Regions from separate parts of the Mus musculus genome. Here region 2 is linked to region 1. The links are chromatin contacts, called in public Hi-C maps. All regions are on one chromosome and are shown on one strand. Each heading gives the region's core, a stretch centred on a gene start, on an enhancer-like site or on the middle of the called end of the contact. The rest is flanking DNA. Distances are from core to core; before and after follow the strand shown. Region 1 holds the start of Hcfc2 (host cell factor C2). Region 2 overlaps Rfx4 (regulatory factor X, 4 (influences HLA class II expression)).

The links. Hi-C and Micro-C count contacts between places; a contact is called where the count stands out from the background.
Region 2: a contact with region 1 is called in a Hi-C map of B cells, with 6 read pairs. The contact joins the enhancer-like site here to the promoter of Hcfc2 in region 1. A contact is called at or near these places in 2 of 39 promoter capture datasets (liver and pre-B cells), 1 of 484 Hi-C or Micro-C datasets (B cells) and 1 of 9 other capture datasets (liver).

Annotation. Positions count from the first base shown.
Region 1 is chr10:82,696,800-82,700,873 of GRCm38.p6, reverse strand. Hcfc2 (host cell factor C2) reads right to left here and starts at 1,760. Exons shown (of 14, transcript NM_001368720.1): 1 at 1,568-1,760. The coding sequence starts at 1,730.
Region 2 is chr10:84,772,480-84,776,553 of GRCm38.p6, reverse strand. All of the region lies in intron 1 of Rfx4 (regulatory factor X, 4 (influences HLA class II expression)), which reads right to left. Among named protein-coding and RNA genes, the nearest start is that of Rfx4, 18 kb to the right of the region's middle. Within about 2 kb of position 1,778, at least 93 of the 459 cell types and tissues checked have an H3K27ac peak or open chromatin away from gene starts, as enhancers often do. A contact at or near this core is called in B cells and pre-B cells, where this site is marked.

The DNA of each region.
Region 1 (4,074 bases), core at 511-3,010:
TCCATGAGTGATAAATATATTAGTCAAAGGATCTATACATATAATCAAAGAATATGTGTATATATACTTACATAATAATACATACATACATACATTCATGCATGCATATCCATCCTTTATTCCAACAGTTCTCAATTGGGGACTATTTTGCTCCCCCAAGAATACTGATTTTACAATGTCTAAAATCATATATAGTTGTCACAACTGGGATGGAGGTGTAACTACCAACCCATGGCTCGAGCCTGAGGATGCCAGCACGCATCTTACAACATACAAGGTAGTAGCCACAGCCAAAAATCACCAGTCCCAAAATGTAATAATGCTGCTGTTGAAAACCCAGATCTGGGGCAGGCACTGGTGGCACATGCCTTTAGTCCGAGTAAAGCACTTGGGAGGCCGAGGGGCTCATTGATCTCTGTGAGTTCGAGGCCCGTCTGGACTACAGAGCTAGTCTTAGGACAGCCAGGGCTACACAGAGAAACCTGTATTGAAAAAGGAAAAGAAAACCTGTTCTGCATCATTGTACTCTTAAAAAAAAATCCTGGTGTCACCCCCCATTAAAGAAGTGGAAAACCTGTGATTTAGAAAGACGTGGTAACTTTAATGCTGATTTAGAACAATTGCCAAAGCAAGATTCAAAACAGACCCAATTTCTTCTAAGCCCAGGGTATTTACACTATACCAAATCAAACATCTTCAAAACTTTTTCTGTTGGAGTACTGAGGAGAGTCAAAACTAACAAAATTTCTCCTACCGTTTTTAGCTTTTAGAGGACTACTGTGATCAAGTTGTTTCATCAAAGTTGTAGGTTGTGAACTAAAACGACACCAAATTCAGTATCTAGCCTTAACTAGTTTCCTATGATTGCTAGACTACTTGTAAGTGGAGAAAATATACTTTCAACCAGCACGGAGGTCAAGACCTGCCCCCTTAACAAGTGACACTTCGAGCTGTGCAGCGGTGCCTTAGCTATGACAGCCCCTTGGCGAGGACCAGCCCGGAAGGGCAGAGCACATACACTACAGACATCGGCTAATCAGAGACCAGTCCGCGTTCACCCACAACTCTCTCCGCCGCGAGTTTAGAGAACTGTCTTGCGGGCTTCCGCCCGGTACTAACTGTACCTACGCTGAAGAGGCAGCCAGGAGAACCTCCCCGCCCCTCAACTCTCTAGGTTCTAAGAAGGGGGCTGGGGGAAGGCAAAGACCACCGAGGCCCGCCTTGGGGTGGGTTTTGTTCTTGACACTGGCGGGATCTCCACCCCTTAAGTGACCGGCCCTAGGGTGGAGGCCCAGCCGTGGAACCCGCCGTCTCGGGTCCACGGGGAGGGATGGGCCGGGGTGTCTCGATGTCTACCGGTGGAGTCACGTCCAGCCCGCGGAACCGCGAGCACCGAGCCGCCTTCCAACACGTTGCGAGCTCGGGCTGCCGACCCAGCCGATCTTCCCCCGCCGCCTGCCCGGCTGGGGTAGCGGCGACCCGGCGGTGACAGCTGTCAGGCCCGCGTCCGCCGCTCCTCCCCTCCCCCTCCGCGGTCCCGAGGCGGGGTCGCCGAGCCGCCGCCTACCGGTATTGTAGACGTGCAGCTCGTCCGCGATGCCCTCGTTGCCCCCGCCGAAGATGATCATCAGCTCCCGGATGGCCACGGCTCGGTGTCCGTGCCGGGCGCGAGGCACCGGTCCGGTAAAGGAGGAAACCCGCCTCCAGTTGAGGAGGCTGGGAGCCGCCATCTTCCCAACCCCCGCCCCTCGGCCCACAATGCCCCGCGCGCCACGGGCTCCACGGCTCGTGGGGAGGACGAGCGCCGCCTCCAGCTGTGCGCGGGAGGCCCGGCACGTGACCCGCGGGCCCCGCCCCCCCAGCCCGTGGCGACGTGGCCCTCGGGGCTCCGCCAAGATGGAGCCCCTCCCGCCAACCCTGCCAACCCTCCTCTCTGTGGCTTTCAGTGGGGTGTTCGGGGAGGAGGTTACAGCTTTGTCCTTTAGGTCCACTTGGAGCATCTTCTGTGTAGGAGCGTCACGCCCTGGAAACTGTTATCACAGGCACTGGAGAAGAGCTGCCTGCCGTGTAGGTCCCAAGTGATGAGAGCACAGGGAGCGCCTAAGGCAAATCTGTCATCTCAAAGGAGGGTCTCCCAGACTGCAGGACAAGGACAGTGGACACGGTGGCTAAGTGCAGGGCCTGAGCACGGCTCAGATTTGGAGGTGACAAGCCTACACAGCAAAAGATAACCCCAAAGGTGATTTTCGGTTCATTTAGGTGTATTAGTTGTCTTGTTGCTGTGAAAAAATCCCCTGACAAAAACCTTTGAAGGACAGAAGGGTTTGTTTCCCCTCACTGAGAAGCCCATCATAATGAAGAGGCTTGGCTGGAAGTGGCTGGTGGAATTTCATCTGCAGAGAGCCACGGATGCTGGAACCGGGCTGCCTTATTATTTAGTCCAGGATGGCATCCCAGTTTATTTCTACCTTAATTTATTTCAACCTTACATCTATTCCCACCTTAATTAATCTGATCTAGATAACCTCATAGGCCTGCCCACGGGCTTGTCTCCTAAGTAAGTTTAGATAGTATCAAATCAGCAATATCGACCATCACAGCAGGTCATTATTTTCATGCGGAGGCTTCTTTTTATAGTGTTGTTAATATTCTTAGACAAAAAGACTAAGGGGGAAACCCTTAAAAGTTGCAAACTCAGTGTTAATTTGGAAAGAGTCTATTTTGTAGGCCTGCTATATCAAAGTGCCACAAGCCTTGTGCCTTGAAAGAGTTGAATGGCACTCAGGAGTAAGAGTTTGAGGCCAGCCTGGCCTACATGGTGAATAAACAGCCAGGGCTAAATGGAGAGACCCTGTATCAAAAAAACAAAAACAAAAACAAAAACAAAAACAAAACTGGGTTTGATTTCCAGCACCTACATAGCTGCTTACAATGGTCTGGAACCCTCTGTTCTGGGGGATCTACACCCTCTTCTGGCCACCACAGGTACCAGGTGGGTCTGTAGTTCATAGACATACCTGCTGGCAACGCACCTGTACTCATCAAAGAAAATCTTAAAAAAGAATAAACACATTAGAATTGTCTCACAGTTGGAGAGAAAGTCTGAACAGAACACCAATGTAGGTAACACGTGAAGGAAAGGTTGGACAGGGTAGAGAAGGAGGGTGAGCTGTACCCCTAAGAAACCAGCATTTAAAAGGTTATAACAGAAGGCAAAAGGGAACTGGGGACTTGTTCTATGGGTTTGGCTTTGAAAACCACTTCCACCTTTATGAACCTCCCTTTGCCTGTGGCTTCTTCTAAATATCAGTCCTCGCCAAGTTCCCTTTTGACCTCTTAGCTATTAGTGTTCCATTTCCTTTAGAAGCCACACAGAGTTCATGTAGGAGGAGGAAGTGTTGGATTTGCAAATTAGGAGGTTGCTATTGGCCTAGAGTTAAACACTTTAAGTGGAGGAGGAGAGGCTAGAGAGAGCCAAAGAATGAGTGGGGGAGGAGATGCAGAGAGCATAGTCTATTGTTCTTTGGAGTTGTTGCCATGGAAGCAAGAACCTGTGCCATTCTCAGGCTACACCTCGCACATAGTTGTCATTCAGTAAAATAATTTCTATAATCTTTATATATTACTACTGCTTCCAATCCTATTCCTTAGCTACAGGGCATTGAAGAGCCAGTTGTAGAGCAAGACACCAGTGCCCAAGTGTGGCAGACCTCTGAGAGCTATGGGCAAGGTCTCGGTTGAGGACTCTGGGGAAGACTAGCGGATGAGCTCAATAACAGATGGTCTAATCAGGCACTGTTCTCAAGATGAGAGAGGCAGACGTCTATTTACAGATCAGAGGGCTCTGGCCATGGTTCTTAGCTAAAGCTGTAGCGGGGGCCATGGAGAAAAGCAAGGTGGGGCTCTAGGCCATGTGGGAATCTAACCGTGCTACCAGACCAGTGATTTAGACTCAAGAGCCAAGGAAGAAAACCAGTTACAGCAGGCGGGAGCCAGGGGCCCAGTGCCAGGACTTGGGTGCACAAGCCTTTGTTGCCCTTTATCAGGTAGGAGAAAGAGCCAGAGCACTGAAGC
Region 2 (4,074 bases), core at 529-3,028, 2.1 Mb before region 1:
AGGCCCTGCGTTCAGATCCCTAACATCCACGTAAGAAGTTGAGTGTGACAGATTATCATCCCAGTGCTGGGGAACAAAAAGGAAGAGCTCTGGGGCTCGCTGGCCAGCCAATCTTGCCAAATAGGCAAACTCTAGGCTTAGGAGAGACACCATATCAATGTGGTGGCATACACCTGTAATCCCAGCACTTGGTAGTGAGGGTCAGGCAGATCTCTGAATTCAATGGCAGCCTGGTCTACAGAGTTAGTTCCAGGATAGCCAGGGTTACATAGAGAAACCCTACCTTGAAAAACCAAAAATAAAATAAAACAAAAAATTAAGGTGGAGAACCTCTGGCAAACATATCCATACTCCACCTCAAGAGAAAAGGGAACGGAGGTGGGGGTGGGGGGGGGGAGCAGAAATACATTTTGAGGTAAGAAAGCTAAAACTTATAGAGAGTAGATGATTGGTCAAAGTCACCCAGCTGGTAGAGGTCAGGATCAGCAGCCCAAGGTCATAACCTCAATTCTCCACGTGGGAGCTGAGCCTCCTTCTCCTGCCTCCCACACGGCTCCCAGACAGTGTCAGCGCTGCGACCTCAAGCAAAACCTGATTTGTGTCAGAACTTTCAATAAAACTCTACCTACACATTATAATTTTTGCTAAATACTCTTGCCTGTTTCTTTGTCAGCCTTTGGCACGTGTGGCGGGCTCTTCAGCTGGCAGCTCAAACACCTCAGGAGTGGAGTTTATTTGGGCCTTTCTTTTGACCCTCCACTAGAACCAAGCACACGGCGCCCAGTCTCACCTCAATACATGCTACATTACTGCCATGAGATTTCAAAGAACGTGTGACTTATAAGTAGACCTGGCCCCACAGCTGCAGACCTGGCCCCACAGCTGCACACCTGTCCACACAGCTGTAGGATTCTCTAATCTTCCTCATCTTCAAGGCTAGGAAAAGCACAGCACATCAAAGACTTTTTCTCAACTTAGGATAAGCAAAATGTTGTGCTTTTGTGTGTATGTGTGTGTGTGTATGCATGTACACACCCCCCTCCACCCCCCCCACACACACCTTTTTGATGTAAGAAGCTGTACTAGAGAGATGCTATCTCCTGAACTCTTGAGGGTAGGAGCCTATAGATTTATTTGACATGAATGACCTCTTTGCCTGCACATGTGTTCATGTATGTACATTGTCTGTTGCCCTCTGGGGTCAGATCCCATGAACGTGGAGTTACTGATGGCTGTGAACCACCATGCGTGTGTCAGGAACCAAACCTAGGTTTTCTGGAAGAGCAATTAGCGCTCTTAACTGCTCACCTCTCCAGCCTCCTCCCCATCTCTTTGCTTGTTTGTTTTGGACAAGGTCTCAGGCTGTAGCCCAGGCTGACCTCTACATTTCAATTCTTCTGCCTCCTATACGCTGGATTTCAGGAATGTGCCACCATTCCCAACTCCCATTTTCCATCTTGAACCCAGCTGTCTGCTATGCCTGGCCCCAGAGATGTTGCACACACTAAATAAACCATATCAAATATGTTCTCCCGCCAGCTCTCCACTACTCCATCAATAAGAAGTTCCTACCATGTGGCAAGTATCCCCCAAGAACGCATTGTCACATATTGGTCTAAATTAAACCTCAAAACAGTGTTCTCGCCATGACTTGATAGCTCTATTTATAGATATGGGAACTTGAAGTGGAAGTCACAAAGCGCGGCCAGCTGTGACCAGCGCGGCCACACTGGCACTCTTCCAGTGCAGAAGGAGCTCACCACTCACACGTGATGACTTCCTGTAGTGAAAGTCAAGCTTGTGGCAAATGTCGCAAAGGATATGAGGATGACTGCGAGCTCAGCCTCCTGGGCCGTACCACAAGCTGGGCTCCCAGCCGCCCGAAGCAGGATGAGACTCTGCCTGCCCATGAGTCTTACTCCTCAGGACCTTAACCAGCTTTACTTACAGGCAGCCCTTCATGCCTCTTCACTTTGGTTCAAAGACTGAGAAACCCTGATTTCCACAACTTTTCTCCATTTCATAGGATGAAACTGAGCAGAACCATACAGAGGACTGATTTCCTAGGAGGTGGTGGAAGAAATAGGAAGTTGCCCCATCCAGGAGACACCATGGCCCAGGCACCTGGAGCTTAGAATTCTGCTTGACAAATGCATTCATAACTTGAGGGGTGGAAGGTAGGGCACTGATTAAAATGAATCTTAAAAGCCAAAGCCTCGTGAAAGCTTGGGGACACGTTCTTGGGGACCTGAGATGGAGCTGTCTATGTATTCATTTTACAATTACTGCCATGTGCCTTTCTTATAATTCTAACAGAAGCCTTTCCTCTAGAGCCCTGGGGCCTAGGATCTCAAGACCTACAGATTTGTTTTCTAGAATTTAGTTTCCTCAGCCTTATTTGCTCCATTCAATATCTTGTCCCCAAGAGCTATGAATAGTTAGGAAAACAGTTGGCAGAGATGACTAATGAAACACCAGTTGCTGGAGTCACAGACAGGGAGAGCCTCCGTCAGAAAGGCCTTGGAAGATGAAGAACTTAGGCAAAGACGAAGGGGAGAGAGCAAGCCCTTTGAAGAATCAGAAGTTAGCCAGCATCATGTTCCCTTTAAGGTCCAAGATGCCTGACATGACGTCATGAGGGCGTTACAGGCAGGACAGGGTGGGAGAGAAGGCAGACTCGGTCTTGGTGGACTGTGAGATTTAGAGTCAGAACACCTGAGTTCAAGTACCAAGTACCGGTGCTACCACTCATAGCTATGAGGTCGTGAGGGTGGGTCCCAGGTTCCTAAATCCCTGCCTGCCAGGGTTCTCCAAAGATGCCCTAAAATAGCAATGGCAAAGTGCTGGACCCATTTGGCCTCATGGGGCATAGGAAACTGGAAAGGCACTGTCTCTTAGAACCCAGGAGCTTTCTGGAGAGATGAAGCCAGAGAGTCAGCGTGGGGGTGGGGGCTATGAACTGTAGCAGTGACTGAGTGTTCACCTCATGCCAGTTCAGTTACCTTGGGTTACACGCCTCCTCTGTTCTCGTCAGAGAAACCAAGGCAGACAGCCCACTAGCTCTGACTTGCTGGACAGAAACTAAGACAGACAGGGCAAATCCAGGTAGAGTAACTCAGACGGCTGGTGGCTGAGTTGAGTCAGGTCTAACTCCAAAGCCGGCATCCTGATCCAGGACACACAGCAAGGAAGCAAGGCATCCAAAGAGAGCCTGTGGCCTTGGGAAGGAAGACAGATCCATCTCGGCCTGGCTAAGTCTGGCTGATGCTTCAAGGATTCCCCACCAGTCAGACAGAAAAGGAAAGTGTGGTATGTTAGGCACAAGAGCTGCAGTTAGAGACAAGGGCATGGGGTAGAGAAAGGCCAAGTGGATTCCGGGAAAAGGTGAAGAGTTTGCCAACCTGTGGCCCAAAGACTTGGTAGGCCAGGGGTGTGAGAATGCCTTGGGAGCAGCTTGCAAAGGCCTGGCTCCCCAGCCTGGGAACTGTGCAGGCAGCTCGGAAGCAGCTAGGCTTCCTGGGGAGCATCATATGAAACAGAGCTCTGATGCCAACAGGAATGTCTTATGCAACACCCGAGAAAAGGCTGCCTGACAGAAGTGTCACCAGGTTTTTAATAGAAGGTGTTATTCGTGCTCTCTGTCTAAGCCATCTTTCAGGACACTGTGCCAGGGCTTATTTTTAGGAACCCACAACTGTAAAAAAAAAAAAAAAAAAAAAGCTACATGAAAGGGTTGATATGCCCCATGGATGGCTGCCAAGGAGGACTTGTGTTGAGGTTCCCTTCCCCAGAGCCCAGGTCATTACCAGTGGAATGGCGTTGCCATGGCCATCTCTGTCCATAACCTCCAGCACCAGGCCATGCTTTGCTCTGGATCATTCTCTCCCAGTCCCTCTTCTCTCTTTCCTGACTCCACATTGGTGGGGATACACAGAATCTGGACCCTAGAAGGCAGCAGCTGTGGCCTGCCTCTCCAAAGGGCTCCTCAGGTCAGTCAGTGGTTACCATGGCAACCCTACAGGCCCTAGCCCAGGGGCCCCTGGGTTCCATCCAGGAAGGGGCTGAACCACAAAG